2 separate regions of the Mus musculus genome follow, and region 2 is linked to region 1. The links are chromatin contacts, called in public HiChIP or PLAC-seq maps. All regions are on one chromosome and are shown on one strand. The core of a region is the stretch at or near the end of the contact, and the rest is flanking DNA. Distances in the headings are between cores, read along the strand shown. Region 1 overlaps Gm32555 (a long non-coding RNA gene). Region 2 holds the start of Hivep1 (human immunodeficiency virus type I enhancer binding protein 1).

What was found. HiChIP or PLAC-seq counts read pairs in DNA pulled down with a chosen protein or histone mark.
Region 2: an H3K27ac HiChIP or PLAC-seq map of bone marrow-derived dendritic cells shows a contact between it and region 1, with 3 times the contacts expected there. The contact joins the promoter of Hivep1 here to the enhancer-like site in region 1. A contact is called at or near these places in 1 of 39 promoter capture datasets (pre-B cells), 3 of 484 Hi-C or Micro-C datasets (adipose-derived mesenchymal stem cells, bone marrow-derived dendritic cells and macrophages), 5 of 115 datasets of contacts at active chromatin or transcription factors (bone marrow-derived dendritic cells, embryonic fibroblasts and embryonic stem cells) and 2 of 9 other capture datasets (adipose tissue and pancreatic islet).

Annotation. Positions count from the first base shown.
Region 1 is chr13:42,013,856-42,017,543 of GRCm38.p6, reverse strand. The region is part of intron 3 of Gm32555 (a long non-coding RNA gene); the gene reads left to right. Among named protein-coding and RNA genes, the nearest start is that of Gm32555, 5.4 kb to the left of the region's middle. Within about 2 kb of position 1,758, at least 24 of the 459 cell types and tissues checked have an H3K27ac peak or open chromatin away from gene starts, as enhancers often do. A contact at or near this core is called in adipose tissue and bone marrow-derived dendritic cells, where this site is marked.
Region 2 is chr13:42,050,439-42,054,126 of GRCm38.p6, reverse strand. Hivep1 (human immunodeficiency virus type I enhancer binding protein 1) reads right to left here and starts at 2,106. Exons shown (of 9, transcript NM_007772.2): 1 at 2,037-2,106. It overlaps Gm28707 (a long non-coding RNA gene), which reads right to left. Exons shown (of 2, transcript XR_001780922.2): 2 at 3,560-3,688.

The sequences.
Region 1 (3,688 bases), core at 509-3,008:
GGCACCAAAAGCTGATTATACATCCATTTGCATATGCATGGTCTTCCCCAAATGAGAAGGAGACCCTTCTTGCTCAGTGAGCCCAGACTGTGAGAGCGTAGATATGGTGATGGTTTTTGCATGAAGTGAGAAAGAGAAAGACCCAGATTGGGGTGCTTAGTCTTGATGGGGTTTAGCATTGCCCAGGAGAGAAACCTGGGTGCGTCTGTAAGAGCGTTTCCAGGGCCGGGGGTCTGGTTCTCACTAAGGTGGAAGGCTCACTCTGAGTAGAGACACCATTCTGAGGTAGCCTGGAATCCCAGATGGAATCAAAAGGAATAAAGTAAGTGGAGCACAGGGTAGCCATACCTCTTCCTGCTTCCTGGCTGCAGTATCAATGCACACAATAGCTCCCGTTCCTGCTACCACTTTCCCCTGCAGAGATGGGCTGCACTCTCAAACTGTGAGCTGACTTTTTAAGTATTTGGTCAGAGCATGAAGAAAAGTAACTAACAGATGAACATGTGTGCATGTGTATAATTCTTACACAGGTCAGAGGGAGCTGTATACCTTTTACATATTTCTACATACAACTGTTATTGAAACAGACATGTTTAAGGATATTTCAAAGTAACGATGGATATGTGCATACCTTCTGTATTAGACATAATTGTATATAAAGACATACTGACTCATAGGTGAGTTTTATATGTTTAATTACCACTCTCTGTAAAAGTAATTGATATCCCTATACAAACAGAGTATGAGCTCACTGAGAAAAACATTTATTCATCCAAAGTTTTATATACTATGTGCACACAAAGCACTAAGCTGAAACAATACTTTTATATCCTACAAAGGTTCAGTCATTTGCCACATAATCTACATAATATTTGACCACTTTTGAATTGATTCTTTTAAAAGGTCAACATTTTAATATGTGGATATTAAAAGATGCCCTGGCATATATTTTATATTTACTTACATTTATTCTCCTAATGACAGTGCTCTGTAGTGTTCTGCTGGACTTCACCAACAGGCCAGATTCAACATGCACTGATTGGTAAATACCTCCAGATGTCTTCCATACTGGCAGAGGGTACCATGCCTACCCGTGACGTCATAGGATAGCCTTAAGCAGGCTCCTCGAGATGCTGCCAATAACACCACAGGCAACACGGCAAACTGCCTGCCACTCCTCCAGTCAGCACAAAGAGGCTTGTTTCTCCTTTTGCCCCACAAATACAACTGCATTATCTATGAATAATTCATACTCTCATCCTCTAGAATCTTCCATTCTAGACACAGCCACCACAGACCCACCTAGCGACAGATGAGACAGCAGACGATCAGAATGAATCTTTGGGATGGCATTCTGTAGATGGAAAGCGGCCAGACTAAATGAAGAAAGTCCCCACGTCCCTTCTCTCAAAGCTTCCTTCTTTCTGTGAAATGGAAGACAAGCGTTCATTTTAGTCTCATCTCAGTCTCATCATGTGGTTTCTCCCCCTTCCCCTATTACTTTTTCTTCCATAGTTGCCATGGAGGGCACACCGAAGGGACATTTATCAGTGCCCATGATCGTCTGGTAATTTTCCAGCCAACTTTGATTTAAAAACAGCAATGTCTTTATCACTTAGAAACATCCCCTAGACTAATTCTGACTTTCTCCTTTCGTGTTGTGCGTCTTTCCTCCCAAACCACATTTCCCTGAGGAACTGAAAGTACCAACAGTTGCTGTGGAATCCTTTGTTTTGGATTAGGTTTAAGTCTCTGCTTTTCACCCTTGAGTTTCCTGTGTGAGTCTTCACGGACAGGCCATCTCCTTTAGACTGAAGGACTCCGAGGCCAGTGAAGTCCCGCCTTGTCTACCCTAGCACCTCTGAGGACTGTCTGCCTGGTTTCTGTATGGGCACTGTAGGCTGCTGCTGGCTATGAGGAAATAGCCCACGGGGCATTTTCTTGATTGCTTATGACTGATTAACTTCCACTCACCTCGACTAGACCCAGCTGCGTAGGACTGTGACAAAATGGTGTTTTCATAATTTCTCTAATGAGTTCAATGTGGGTATTTCTCTTTTGGATGAATAGCCGTGCTTCTTTTATGAACCGACGTGTAACATGCATTTACTGTTTTATTTCCCATGAATGCCTCATTTATCTCAATAGCGGTATAAATGGGAAAGCCATGCCGAACCATTGTGTGCCCCTGACGGTGCTCCAAGGGTGATGTTGAAGACCTGTAAACAGAGACCTACAGGTGGCTTTCCCAGAAACAGAGGAAATGACTTGCCTTTTAGATCTGCTCAGCTTGTATCACATTTATTCTGCAAAGAGCCAACAATGACATGTACGCTGCAGTTCAAATTTAATTTATGCTGTTTGTTGTTTAAAATGACTTGGTGTCTGCTGCGTTTACTGGGGGTGGGGGTGGGGGTGGGGAGGGACTGTTGAACGAGGCTAGCAAGTTCCTTTTGCATCTAGTGCTTCCATGCTATGGCGGGTTAGGAGTTTACCTCAGAGTCCTGTTTATCCAAGGCCTCACTGTCAAGATGGTGTCTCCCAAGATTCTCCAAACACACATCTGCTCTGAGGATACACTTCTGTTCGAAATCATAAAGTAAGGAGTATCTGCCTTTGCAATTCCATGGTCACATTTGTTGATTGACTTCGTTTCGGATCCCTGGTGGCCTTGAGACAAAGGGGAAATGAGCGAGAAAGAAGCATATCGAGTTATCCTGGTGTAACACAAATAGGGGCAACAGGGACAGGAATGGGTAGAGGGATGCAAAGGGAGGGGCAGTGCCCAGGGCAGGTGTGATATTCACCTCTCTTCCCCATCCCTGAGATGATAACATTCCCCCACATGTATTCTCAGATGCCTGGCACGCTGGCTAGGTAAGCGGACAGTATTCTGTGCTCATGCAAGACTCAGGCAGGACAGCTGAGAGAGAAGCCAGCAGGCACCTATGAACTGTCCCTGGAAAATGCTGGTGACTCAAGACAGAGGGAGGGGCCAGAGCATCTATCACACTAACTGCGTCAAATCATCTTGAAGAAACACGCGTCAGCCTGTGTATGTTCTTAGAATGAATGTTTTGAAGATATTGTGAAACTGGAAGTCACTTAACCAGAGTTCTCGTCTGAAGAATACCTGGCCACCTTGGGAGAGACTGCCTTTACACTCTGCAAATTACCAATGTAGATAAGAGGCAGTGTGGTCTATTGGTTAAGAGGTCTGACCACCTGAGCGTGAACAAAAACTTTAATACTCACTCCTTCTGTGGCATTGGGATAGTTGCTTGGCCTGGGTCCTTACTTATGAAGCAGTAAGCATAAAACTGCGGTGACAGGGAACTGAGATTCCATGTAGGATACTCAGCGTGCTGACTGACATATCAAAGCAAAGGTTAACTAGAATCTGGATGATGTGGTAACAGTATCTTATCACCGATAAAAAGATACATACAATTGGGGAAGTCGAGTTATCATTAAAAGCATGGTGTAAGCCAGTCAGAAGAAGCACAATATGTATGATTCTGCTAATACGTGAGATATGTAGAGAGGTCAAATAGAAAGAAATGGAAACTAGAGAGGTGTTTGCTGACGGTCAGGAGAAAGGGGTAAGGAGCTGTTGTTACACGGGTACCTAATTCTGTCTTGCAAGATGGAAGAGATGGGTTAGTAATCACTTTCACCATGAGCACAT
Region 2 (3,688 bases), core at 857-3,356, 36 kb before region 1:
CCATTTTACAGAGGTAGGGGAAAAAAGTTTTGGGAGAGATTAAAAAAAAATTAACAACTCCAATTCATCCATTTTACAAAGAGAAAACAAAACAAAAAACAAAACAAAACAAAAAAAAAACAAGTTTAGAGAGAGATTATGAAATCTTCCTCAGAACGTGGCCCCACATGACACCTTGCCCATTTCCTCTGAGAAGATAACATTTACCTACCAAGGACAATCCCCTCCCAAAGGGATGAATGACACAGCAAATCATGAAGACATACTTTGGAATCAAACCTGACCAGGTTCAAGGCCAGGCTTTACCCCATTCTGTGTGGCCTTGTTCAAGGTACTTAAGCTCTCAGAAAAGAAGATCAGATTTCCCAAGCTGTAAAATCAGGAAACATTATCCACCCCAAACGGGCTAAGGACTGAGGAGTAAGCTACACAATGTAGAAGCTTTGCCTACCACATGAAAATGCTGAAATATTAATTCCCTGGAAGAACGCCTCTAAGGTAAAGAACATGTATCCCAGACTAAGGTTTTAGATGTATGTTTTCACTTTAGTTAAAACGCATAAGGAAAAGGCGGCTATTACCGTGCTTGCGACTGTAAGCAACACGGCTCTTAACACGGCTATTAGTCGGCATAACACAAACTATCCCCAATCTAACGCCAGGGGAAGAATAAGAAACAGGACGGTCAATGATGGGTGAAAGATAGAGCTCCTCAACTCCCCCTACCACAGAGGCATCAGCTATAGCATCCAAAAAGGTTTTGACTGCACAGAGAATTTAAAGATAAAGCTGTAAGTGTTCCGTTCCGTATTAAAACTAAAGCTTTTAAGCGGTCACGATATTACGAAGTTTTTAAAGCGTGAACTCGGATTGTAAGCCGATCACGTGACCTCCCACAGCTCCCAAGCTTAAATGTTAAAATATGCAAATTCCCAACCTGTAACAGCTTTGTGCGACCCGGTTTTGCAGCCTCCAGCCCCCCTGTCCCTAGCTGTCCAGCCCACATTTAAATCCGCGGTGGAGAAGTGGTTATTTTCAAAGACGACAGCACCACCGTGGCGACTAGGACCAGTGATCGACCATTCTTTCTCGAGAAAGAAATACATACTACAAGGTGCAAAAACAGGACACAATCAAAAAAGCGTAAAGACAGTCACAAGGAGAAAAAACATGAATGAATGTGGAGGGCGGAGCCTGGGAAAACCCCTCTGCAACGCTGCACTGAACAAAGCGCTTCGCATGCCAGAAGGAGGGGGGAATGGAAGTGCCAGCTCCGGAAGGAGCCTAGAGTGGATGCGGAGAGCAGGAGGAGGAGGAGGAGGAGGACAGAGTCGGCGAGAGCAGCAGCCTTGAGACTCCTCCTCGCGCCAGCCTCGCCACAGCCCCCTCCCCTCTCTAGCCGCAACTCCGGCTGGAGCCCGACCCCGCGGCGAGCCCAAGCCGCCCCGCGCCCCTACCCACCGGCCCCGACCCACCAGCGGCGGGCGCGCGCCCTACGGGGAGGGAAACTACCCAGGTGGCCCGGAGTAAACAGGCACTCCGGGCAAAGACCGAAAGGGAAAGCGAGCCACAAAGCCGGGAGGTGCGGAAGCCGCGGCCTGGTCTCCCGCAGCCCCGCCGAGCCCTCCTGCGAGAAGCGGCCGCGGCGACCAGGAGGCCGGCCCTCCGTACCTGCTGGGCTCGCAGGACCGCAGCTCCCGCCGCCCGTGCGGCCAGGACCCGCCGAAGTGGCAAGCGGCTCCCGCACGCAGCATCCCCTCCGCAAGGTCGGCGCCGGCACACGCGCACACACTCACTCACACGCACACCCGCGCGCCCGCCCGCCAGGGGGAGGTGGTCCCGGCCCCCGCCCCCCGCGCCGCGCTCTCCCGGGTGCAGCGCCCCCACCGCCGCGCCCGGCCCCGCACCCGTCGGGAACTGCGCTGCACTTGACAACCGGGACATCAGCACAAGCGGAGCCTCCTCCCGACGGGCACCGAGGCGCGAGCTGGGCGCGGGAGGGACCGAGTGGAACCCGGCGGGAGAGCGGCCTTTACCTCTCCCGGGTGTCCGTGAGGACGGCTGGCAGCGCGAGGGCGGCCAGGGCGAAGGTCGGCGGCTTCCCCCCGCGCGTGGGCGGGGCAGCAGGGGATCCCCGGGGGCGGCGGGGCGGGGGCTGCGGCGGGAGGGCGGGCTCCTGTGAAGCCGGCCCGGGGCCCCCTGCCGCCCCGCCCGCCCGCCCGCCCGCCGCAGGCCCCGCCGCGGGGACCCAGGACGCAGGAGGAGGCGCGGCCCGAAGGGCGGGGCGGGGCGGGGCGGCAGCGGAGGCGGGGCTCCGCGGCCCGGGGAAGCCCGGCCGGGCCGCAGTCGGGGGCGGTTGGCCCGGGAGGAGGGGCGGGGCCGGGCGGGGCCGGATTCTCTTTACCGTCTTTTGACTTTCTAGAGCAGGCTGTGGGCCGGCCCGGTGACGTCATGGTGTCTCCCAGCCCCGCCCCTCGCCCTGGCCCTGGTAGGGAGGAGGAGGAGGAGGAGGACCCTGGAGGGAGGGGGGACCCCAAGGGGGTTTCCTCTGCTCCGCGTAGAGGGAAGGGGAAAATCATAGTGAAACTTGAAACGCATTAACTTTAAAAAATAACTTTTAAAAAAGAGAGAGAGAATGAAAGGGGGCTGGGTTGTTGACTTGGAGGGTCAGAGGGGACGTGTTATTAAGCCCTAAACTGAAACCACTTTTTTGGTGGCGGATGTTCTATTAAAAGACCGAGGAAAGCCAAGGTTATTCCGGAGAGAGCCGGTGCTTCCCAGAGCCTAAGCAGCGGCGAGCGCAGTTAACCCCTCCTTAGCTGCCTGTCAGCTGGGGACTAACCCGCGAGGGAACTTTGGAAGCCGAAGAGGGGGTGCGGGGCGGAGCCACCCAGCAGGCTTCTGGAACTCTGGGGGAGTGAACAGGGAAGACAGACTAATTTATTACAAACCAGAGTTTGACCCCGGCTGCTAGAAAGCGTTAGAGAACGGGAACTGGAAACTTCTGGAAATATCAGGAGAGCTGACTCTGGGGAACGAAGCAGGTTTTCAAGGGTAGGCATAATACTAGCAGTTTGAACTTAAAAATTACACGCATCCACAAAAAAAAAAAAAAGCCGATAGAAGATTGTACGGGCCACCTCAAAGTTGGAAAGAATAAGGTGTTAAAAAAAAAAAGGCGCAAAACAAAAATATTCTTTGTTAAGCGATCATACGCCCACTAACAGCTGACCATCTGTGCAAACTTGTTTTGCTCCCTTAGGCTTTCATAAAGATGTCCAGGTCGTTCCTGCTAACGGTTGACCCCTAAAATCCCCCGAGGAAGTCCTACCTCTAGCTTGCTGGAGCTAAGAAAAGCACAAAGCCCCAGAATGGAAATTATTAAAAATGGAATACTTGGTAATGGCAAGCTTAGAGCCAAAAATAATGTTTTGCAGAGGAAGAAAATATGCCTACCAAAAAGTAAATTTGGTCATAGGAGCAAAGATTATGCAGCTAGAAAGCTCGGGTGGTGGGTAATACTATGTCAGCCTTACAATGAAAGAGTACCATTTTAATATTCCAGTAAGATGTCTTCTATTTTATTAAATGAAATACCCAATGGGTAGGATTCATAAAACATATAATGTAGTTCCCCTCCCCCAGCCGAGCTGTTTGAACCAAAAGATAAACATGCAGACATAGATAA